2 separate regions of the Mus musculus genome follow, and region 1 is linked to region 2. The links are chromatin contacts, called in public promoter capture Hi-C maps. All regions are on one chromosome and are shown on one strand. The core of a region is the stretch at or near the end of the contact, and the rest is flanking DNA. Distances in the headings are between cores, read along the strand shown. Region 1 holds the start of Hps6 (HPS6, biogenesis of lysosomal organelles complex 2 subunit 3). Region 2 holds the start of Twnk (twinkle mtDNA helicase).

The links. Promoter capture Hi-C pulls out the DNA fragments that hold promoters and counts their contacts.
Region 1: a contact with region 2 is called in a promoter capture Hi-C map of pre-B cells, with 3 times the contacts expected there. The contact joins the promoter of Hps6 here to the promoter of Twnk in region 2. A contact is called at or near these places in 1 of 39 promoter capture datasets (pre-B cells), 4 of 115 datasets of contacts at active chromatin or transcription factors (embryonic stem cells, extraembryonic endoderm stem cells and pancreatic cancer cells) and 1 of 9 other capture datasets (adipose tissue).

Annotation. Positions count from the first base shown.
Region 1 is chr19:46,001,034-46,005,122 of GRCm38.p6, reverse strand. Hps6 (HPS6, biogenesis of lysosomal organelles complex 2 subunit 3) reads right to left here and starts at 1,645. Exons shown (of 1, transcript NM_176785.3): 1 at 1-1,645. The coding sequence starts at 1,497. The region is part of intron 1 of 4930505N22Rik (RIKEN cDNA 4930505N22 gene); the gene reads right to left.
Region 2 is chr19:45,004,771-45,008,899 of GRCm38.p6, reverse strand. It overlaps Twnk (twinkle mtDNA helicase), which reads right to left and starts at 2,342. Exons shown (of 5, transcript NM_153796.4): 1 at 525-2,342. The coding sequence starts at 1,770. Mrpl43 (mitochondrial ribosomal protein L43) reads left to right here and starts at 2,458. Exons shown (of 3, transcript NM_053164.3): 1 at 2,458-2,636; 2 at 2,731-2,837; 3 at 2,960-3,886. The coding sequence starts at 2,506. The coding sequence ends at 3,201.

The DNA of each region.
Region 1 (4,089 bases), core at 396-2,895, 1.0 Mb before region 2:
TGTCAACTGGGTTCTCAGCAGGCGGGCCACCTCGTGCTCCGCTAACTCAGTCCAGCCAGCCTCCTCATCGTCCCCAGCCACCAGCTGGGCCTTGAGCTGTTCTATACTACGATAATCCCGGAGCTCAGCCCTCAGGGTTGTCAGGAGTGTAGACGGGGGCAGGTGGCCCTGGAGGATGGAGGCCAGGGCCTGAGGTGCCCGAAACATGCTGTTGTGTCTCAGTTCTTCTGGGGTAAGCTGGGTACCTCGAAGGCTCCGACGCTGGTAGTACCCACAGGCCTCCTCAAACACCAGGTCCTTGTCTGAAGGCAGCTCAAGGCCTTGGGGAGTTTCCCAACACACACAAAAGAGACCCAAGGCTGAAAGCAATCGTAGGGCTCCTCGGGTCTCCAGCTCTTCCTCGTTCTTCATGCCCGGGGCTGGAGGCTCCAGCAAATGTACTCTGTCTGTACTGAGAACCTTTTTTTCCAACAGCCGCCCACTGCTCATGTCCAGTAGTTCCAAGGTGGAGCCCAGGACACAGGCTAAAGTGCCGTGAAATGTCCCCAGGGCTGCAGACCCTTTTAGGCTTACAGGGGCCTCCTGCAGGATTCCCACGGTTCGAGTACCACCATGGCACTGCACTAGGCTCACCTTCCCTTTCAAGTCAAGCAACAACAAGCCCTGCGAAGATGGGGCCCAAGTGTGTACAGCCAGTGGCTCCCTGGGGGACAGGAATCCAGGAAGGCCTCGCAGCAGGGTCCGGAAGTCCCAAGTGTCCCCTTGTTTGGGATTCAGGCTTTTACTGTGTGAAAGACCAAGAGATGGAGCAGCAACTATTACCTTCCCCTTGCTTGGGCTCCAGATGAGCAGAAGGTGGGCCACACCAGACCAAGTGTTGGTAGTAGGCACCAGGAAGAGGTCCTTGCGGGAGGCTATCAGTCCAAAAAGGGGGCAATGGTGTAGCAGGATGTGGGTGCAGCCTAGTTTGGTGCCAGCCTCCCCGCTGGTTTCCAGGGTCTTGAAGCACACACGGTGGCTGAAGGCCGTTGAAAGCTGCTCTGGTTGGTCCTTAACACCCGGCTGACGCTCCTCGCACCAAACTAGGCGGCCTCGGGTTGCGGCCACGGCCATCACGCGGGCTCCACCATCCGGACACAGCTCAGTGCTCTGAAGTAGCTTCCATCCAGGCTCCATCCCCACGCCCCAAACCTCTGCTAGGCCACTCTCCCATACCAAGATCAGCGCGGGTCGCGCCAGCCACGGCACGAAAAAGACGTCCAGCGGCGAGGGGTCGCCCTCCGGCCAGGCACGCTCCAGCGGCAGGCCGGGCCCACGCACAGCCACTAGAAGCTGTGGGGCGGGCGATCCGGGGGGTCTTAATAGCAGCAAGTGGCGGCCGTCAGGGCTGCAGCGGACTAGGACAGCTGGGTCCCCCGCCAACAACTCGCGGAGCCGGGCCGCGCCGGTGAAGTTGCTCAGATCCGAAAGCAGGCGCAGAGTTCCTGCACGCTTCATGACGCCTCTGCCGCAGGAGCTAGCCAAGGCCTGATCGCCCAGTGGGGCGAGGCCGGACTGCTAGTCCTGGTACCCGGGGGAGTGCAGGGCTGACACTTCCGTCCCTGGTGAATGAGGTGAGCCAAGCCCTGGACTGAACGTCGACTCCGCCCGGCCCCGCCCCGCCAGGCGAGGTCCGGGATTGCCCCAGGGCACGCCCCGCTAGCGCTGCGCGCCGGGGGCGGAGCTGCGGGAAGATGTCCGAGGGAGGAGCATCCGCAGCACCCAAGGGTCCCCGCTCTGGATTCAAGTTTCCTAGGCACCGTGAGAATGTCTCAAAACGTCTCCCTTCTTTCTGAACCTCGCTCTTTCACCTTATTTGTGGTTGAGTACTGACACCGTATCAGCCCTGACCAAATAGCAAATCTCAACCGCCTGGAAATTTAGTGGAAAAACTGTAAGGTTAACAACCCTCCGCTCACCAGGCTGGCCACAAATTCACAGAGATTCTCCTGTCTCTGCCTCCCAAGTGCCGTGATTAAAGTTCATCACTACCATCCCTGGTCTTTATACATATGTTTTAAATTTGAAGTCAGCATACAAAGTAATGAATTTCATGATCGCATCCCCTTCCTCCATATTCTTAGTCCTGTGTGCACCTGTGAAGGCTGGAGGTCAGCCTCAGTGTCTTTCCTCAGAAGCCAACCTTCTACACTGTTTTGAGAGAACTTCTTTCACTAGGACCTCTCACCCACTAGGTTGTGCTAGCCAGCCAATGAGCTCGGGAGATCCTCCTGCTTCAGTCTCCCACGCTGGGATTATAGACTCGAACCACAATACCAAGCATTGAGGATAGAATTAGCGTCTTAAGCTTTTGAGGTATGCACTTTATTGACCAAGCTATGGCTGGCATTTTTACACATATATATATTATTCTACTTTGTTCCTGTTCACTGCCTTCCTCATTAAAAATTTAAATTAAATTATATTGAATGTGTGTGTGTTTGTGTGTGTATCTATGTGTGTCTGTGTTTGTGTGCGTGCAATATTATGGGCATACGCCACAACACCCACTCAGAGGCCAGAGGACAACTTTCGGAGCTGGTTCTTGCCTTGTACCACGTGGTTCCTGTGGTGGTTTGACTAAGAATGGTCTCCCACAGACGCATATATCTGAATAGTTAGTCATCAGAGAGTGGCACTCTCTGAGAAGAACTGGGATTAGTTATGTGTGGCCTCCTTGGAGGAAGTGTGTCACTGGCAGTGAGCTTTGCGATTTCAACCCCCCATGCCAGGTCCAGGTTCCCGTCTGCCTGTGGATGGGACTGGAGCTCTTAGCTACTGCTTCACTGCCGTGTGCATCACCGTGCTCTCTGCCAATGATGATAATGGATTGATGCTCTGAAACTGCAAGCAAGCCCCTCATTAAATGGTTTCTTGTATAAGAGTTGTCCTGGGGCTGGCGAGATGGCTCAGTGGGTAAGAGCACCCGACTGCTCTTCCGAAGGTCTGAAGTTCAAATTCCAGCAACCACATGGTGGCTCACAACCATCTGTAACAAGATCTGACTCCCTCTTCTGGAGTGTCTGAAGACAGCTACAGTGTACTTACATATAATAAATAAATAAATCTTAAAAAAAAAAAAAAAGAGTTGCCCTGGTTGTGGTATTTCTTCACAGCAATAGAAGAGTGACTGAGACAGGTGTCAGGAATCAAACTCAGGTGTGGGAACGTGGTTCACGGATGAAGCTGTGAGGAGCTGAGACCTTGTGGGAGAACTCCGAATAAACGAGTCTATAAACAATAAACAAGATAACCTCTGCACCCTCCCCAGCTGTATCAGAGAGGAGTAAATTAACTTATGTTATTGATTACAACTGACTATTGTTGTCTTTACGCCTCTATGGAAAAACATGTTTTTGTTTTTGCCACATGCGGCTTGTCCTTGTGACTGGACACTTTACTTAGTTGACTCCTTTTAACCCTTAGAGTAAAAACTGTCTGCTGCGAGAAATGAAGTTGGCTATGGCATAAAACTTTAGTTCACGGACGCTTCAGGCTGGCTCTCCCAGGTTCACACCGCCAGCTGGAGTAGCAACATCAGGTTCAGCAGCACTGATGAAAGTCCGTACTCACGCACTGAGGTGTTTCCTCAGCAATATATATATATACATATATATGTATATATGTGTGTGTGTTTATATATATATATATATGTTTATATATATGTTTATATATATATTTTTTGGGGGGGGACACAAATTCTCACTCTGTAGCTCTGTAGCCTGGCTTGTCCTTGAACCCTTGACAATCCGTCGGCCTCAGCTGCCCAAACACTGGAATTATAAACTGTCGTTCCTGTATCTGCATGAACTGCCATACCCTGTTCCCCGAATACTGATTGATTTGTCAGGCTCCCCTGTTTGGGGAGGGCATGCTTTTTTTTTTAAGATTAATTTTTATTTTGGGGTTTTGAAGAGATGGTTCAGCCATTGAGAACACTGTGTTTTTCAAGGGGACTTGAGTTGGCTCTCAGTACCCTCACAAATGCTTACAACTCTAGCTACAGGAATTCACTCTCTTTGGGCCTGCACAATCAGCCAGCCACAACAC
Region 2 (4,129 bases), core at 1,093-3,592:
CTGGTCTTTGAACCAAGATTCCAGTCAAAGTTGAGAGGGGAAGCCTCCTTTTAACACTGCCAGCAGGGAGCTGGAGAGATGAAGCGGTAATTGAGAGCACTTGTTGCTCTTGCAGAAGACCTGGATTTGATTCCCAGCGCCCACGTGGTGGCTCACAACCATCTGCAAGTCCAGTTCCAAGTGATATACACACATAAGCGAAGCATTCATGCACATAGACACTGCCAATGGCCAAACCCCACATACTTTGTCACCATCTTGTCTAATCCTTTACCTAAGTCACTGATATTTTTATAATACTACTTTATGGATATGGGTGTTTTAGCTGCATGTGTGTCTATGGATTACAGGTACGCTTGGTGTCCTTAGAAGGCATCAAATCCCCCCAGAACTGGAGCTGCAGACAGTTGTGAGCCACTATATGGGTGATGGAAATATAACTCCAAGTCCTCTGCAAAAGCAGCCAGTACTCTTAATCACTGAGCCGTCTCTCCAGCTCCGAAGCAGTGATCTTATAGAGTCACCTGTAAAGACCGTCAACTCGCCCTTCCGATGTCCCTTCAGCAGACGATTCAGGTCTGGGAAGCGGCTCCAACGGACACCAGCCGCTTGCTCTACATTTGACAGTTCTCCTAAAACCTCCTCTCGGAGCTGCCGAAAAGACACAATAGACTTGTGCCAGGCAGGTAGGGCGGTACGAAGAATACGGGGAAGACTTAAGCCTTGGTTTAAGGCCTCCAGGGGACGAGGCTGTTGGTTCCCAGGCCTCACCAGAGAGCATCGCTTGGGGTTGAGTTTTCGAGCAAACAGTTTGGCAGCTTCCCAGGATCGAAGGTCATCTCCTAACCAGAACACAATCCGACGGAACTGTTCAAGGTAAGGCAGTAAGGCTGGGGGTAAGCAGACTGTCCCTCGGGGTAGGGAAAGGGTTGGCAGCCCCGTCGACTGGCTCAAGGCCAGGCTGTCCAGTTCACGACTTGTCACAACCACCTCAGTATCTCTCCGGCTGATCAGTGGTAATCCAAATAGGTTGTGATAGACACCAGGCCGGGGGATGGTGGTCTCTACATACTGTACTCCATTTTCCTGACCCTCAGCCCCTAGTAGCTTCAGGCCACGTAATCCTGAGCTCCCAGGGGTGAACCAAGGGAAGACCAGACTTCGAGCAGATCGAAGATAGCGGACACTGAATCGCCTGAGTGTGTCATCTGTCACCTTGGTAAGGCCAAACATCACACGAGCTAGCTGGGCTTCCTCAGGGTCTGGAAGCTCCCAAAGAGGTATGGCTCGGTTCCAGATCCTCAAGACCTCCTCCCTAACCTCAGCTTCTGGGCCTTCCCTAAGTAGGACACCCTCTTTGGCCCCATCCCCTCGTCCCTCCACACTGGCCTGCAAGTCTTCCCAGCTCCCTTCTGCTAGGCTGGTCATGCAAAGAAAGTGTCCTGTGGTCTTGTCAATGAAGAGGCAGAAGGAAGTGGGAGCGTCCTTTTTCTCATTTTTGATGTCTGAGGACACCACAAAGGGACTTGGTGCTCGAAGGCAGCTGTGGCCATCCTGGAAGGGGATCCCATGTGCACGTAAATACTGGCGGATTTCAGTCGTAGTCACCGGCGACACTGGCATCTCTAAGGCTGGGAGCGCTTCTTTTCTGTACCTTCTGCGGGGAGGGCCTGGCGCCAAGCTTCTGGGCAGGCCCCTCCTACCCACCCACTCGCCACGCAGTGGCAGCAAGATCCGGAGGGGATATGCACGTCGGAGAAGAAGCCACATTCCTAATGGAGTGGGACGCCACTACTGCAAAAGCTTTTGTTGTCTGGTTCAGTGCCTTCACTAAACCAGACCCTAGGAAACCTTCTACAAGGCACTCGCAGAAATCACTCCTACTGGCTTTTCTCTTTATCCCTCCTCAAACTTCTTCACGAACACAGTTCTTACTCCCCTCGGTTGCCTGTGTATTGCTACTTCATCCCTACACACCTACACTGCCCTTTCGCGTCTACGCCTCTCTCTGAGGATTCTCCTATCTCTAGGTCCTTTACGGATTTCTCTCCACCAGCTCACTTCTAGATCCTTCTACGGTCCCTCGATCTAAACGGCTTCTCTGTATCATCTCTTCACGTCTACTACCCCTCTACGGACTCTCCTGGCTAACCTCATCTCTACCGCTTTCTGCATCCCGTCTGAACCCCAACTCCAGGCGCTCCGAGCCCCCAGCGCTCACAGGCACTCTCCACACTGCTGGAGGTCACGCGCTCCGGCCCGGCTTCCTCACTGGCTCCCTTGCTCTGCCCTCCACTTCAAAGCTCCACGCTCCCGCCCCCAGCTTCGCGTCACCACTCTCCTTTCTAGTGTTCTGTCCGCAACGTGGGTCGCCCGCTCGCACGCGCTACTCGCGGTGACTCCGGAAGCAAAACTCTCCAGGGCGCCCATGCCACAACCCCGGAACCGGAAGTCACCGGTTAGTCCCGCCCCCCGGCTCCGCGTCCTGGCTCTCTAACCGTAGCCATGACCGGTCGCGGGACTTCGAGCCGCTTTCTGACCAGCGTCCTCCATAATGGGCTAGGGCGTTACGTGCAGCAGCTGCAGCGCCTCAGCCTCAGCCTCAGCCGGGATGCGCCCTCGTCCCGCGGCGCCAGGTGAGGCACGCGGAAGCGGGAGCGCCGGAAAGGGAGGCGGGGAGCTATGGGGCTGGGTTCGGGCCACCGTACTCACCTTCGCCGGGTCTCGCAGGGAGTTCGTGGAACGCGAGGTGACCGACTTCGCCCGACGGAACCCAGGAGTCGTAGTATACGTGAACCCGCGCCCGTGCGCCATGCCACGAATAGTGGCCGAATACCGTGAGTGGGGCCGAGCTAGGGCGGGGGTGGGCGGCGCGGGATCCCGGCTTGCCCGCTGCGTTCTGTTTGTCTGATTTCCGACCTGGCGCCTTCCACTCATCCCCTCCACGTCCCTCTCCCAGTTAATGGGGCTGTGCGCGAGGAAAACGTCAACAGCAAGTCGGTGGAGGAGATCAAGTCGTTGGTGCAGAAGCTGGCAGACCAGTCCGGCTTGGATGTGATCCGCATCCGCAAGCCCTTCCACACGGACAACCCGAGCATCCAGGGCCAGTGGCACCCCTTCACCAACAAACGGACTGCCCTCCACGGGCTGCGGCCCAGAGAACTCCGGGATTCTGCTCCAGCTTCGATGCAAGCACAGTAAAGAACCAGGCGCTTTGGACCGTGAGAGGGATAGGATTGGTTCCTCTTTTGGATTTCAAGCTCAGGCCGAGTAGGTGGGTGGAGCCTACCAGCCGGGGCGTGGCCTGAGATAAAGAAGAACCTTTTCCTTTGCCCACTTGTAGCTAGGTGCAGTGACCTTGTGAATACCCTAATTCTGATTCAATTGGCCTCCTTGCAAGCTGAGATGTGAGAAGTGTACAACACTTGTACAAGGACCGTGTTTTCTGAAATACGAATAATAATGACTTCAAAACACATGAAAGAGTCTGGAGGCTGTCTTCTGAAGGACACGGGATGCCCTGTTGCTCTTGCTGGTATGGCATTGGGCAAGGCACCTTATATCCGTGTTTGTGTGCAGTTTAGGAAGTTGAAGATGAGCCTGGCGTTGGTAGTGCATAACCTTTAATCCCAGCATTTGGTTGGCAGAGGCAGATGAATCTCTGCGTTTAAGGCCAGCTTGGTCTACAGAGTGAGTTCCAGGACAACCCAGTCTCAAAAACTAAAAATGAAATAAAAAAGAAAAAGAAAACTGAAGTCATTAAGACTATATTTGAAGGGGCTGGTGAGATGGCTCAGCAGGTAAGAGCACCCGACTGCTCTTCCAAAGGTCCTTAGTTCAAGTCCCGGCAACCACATGGTGGCTCACAACCATCTGTAAGAAGATCTGATTCCCTCTTCTGGTGTGTCTGAAGACAGCTGCAGTGTACTTACATATAATAAATAAATCTTTAAAAAAAAAAGCAGTGTTTAAAAAAAAAAGACTATATTTGAAGATTGATTATCTATCATGTGTATAAATACATGCCTGCATGTATTTCTGTGCACGGTGCGCATGCAGTGTCCATGGAGGCCAGAAGACAGTGTAGGGTCCCCTGGAACTGGAGTTACAGGCAGTTGTGAGCCACCAT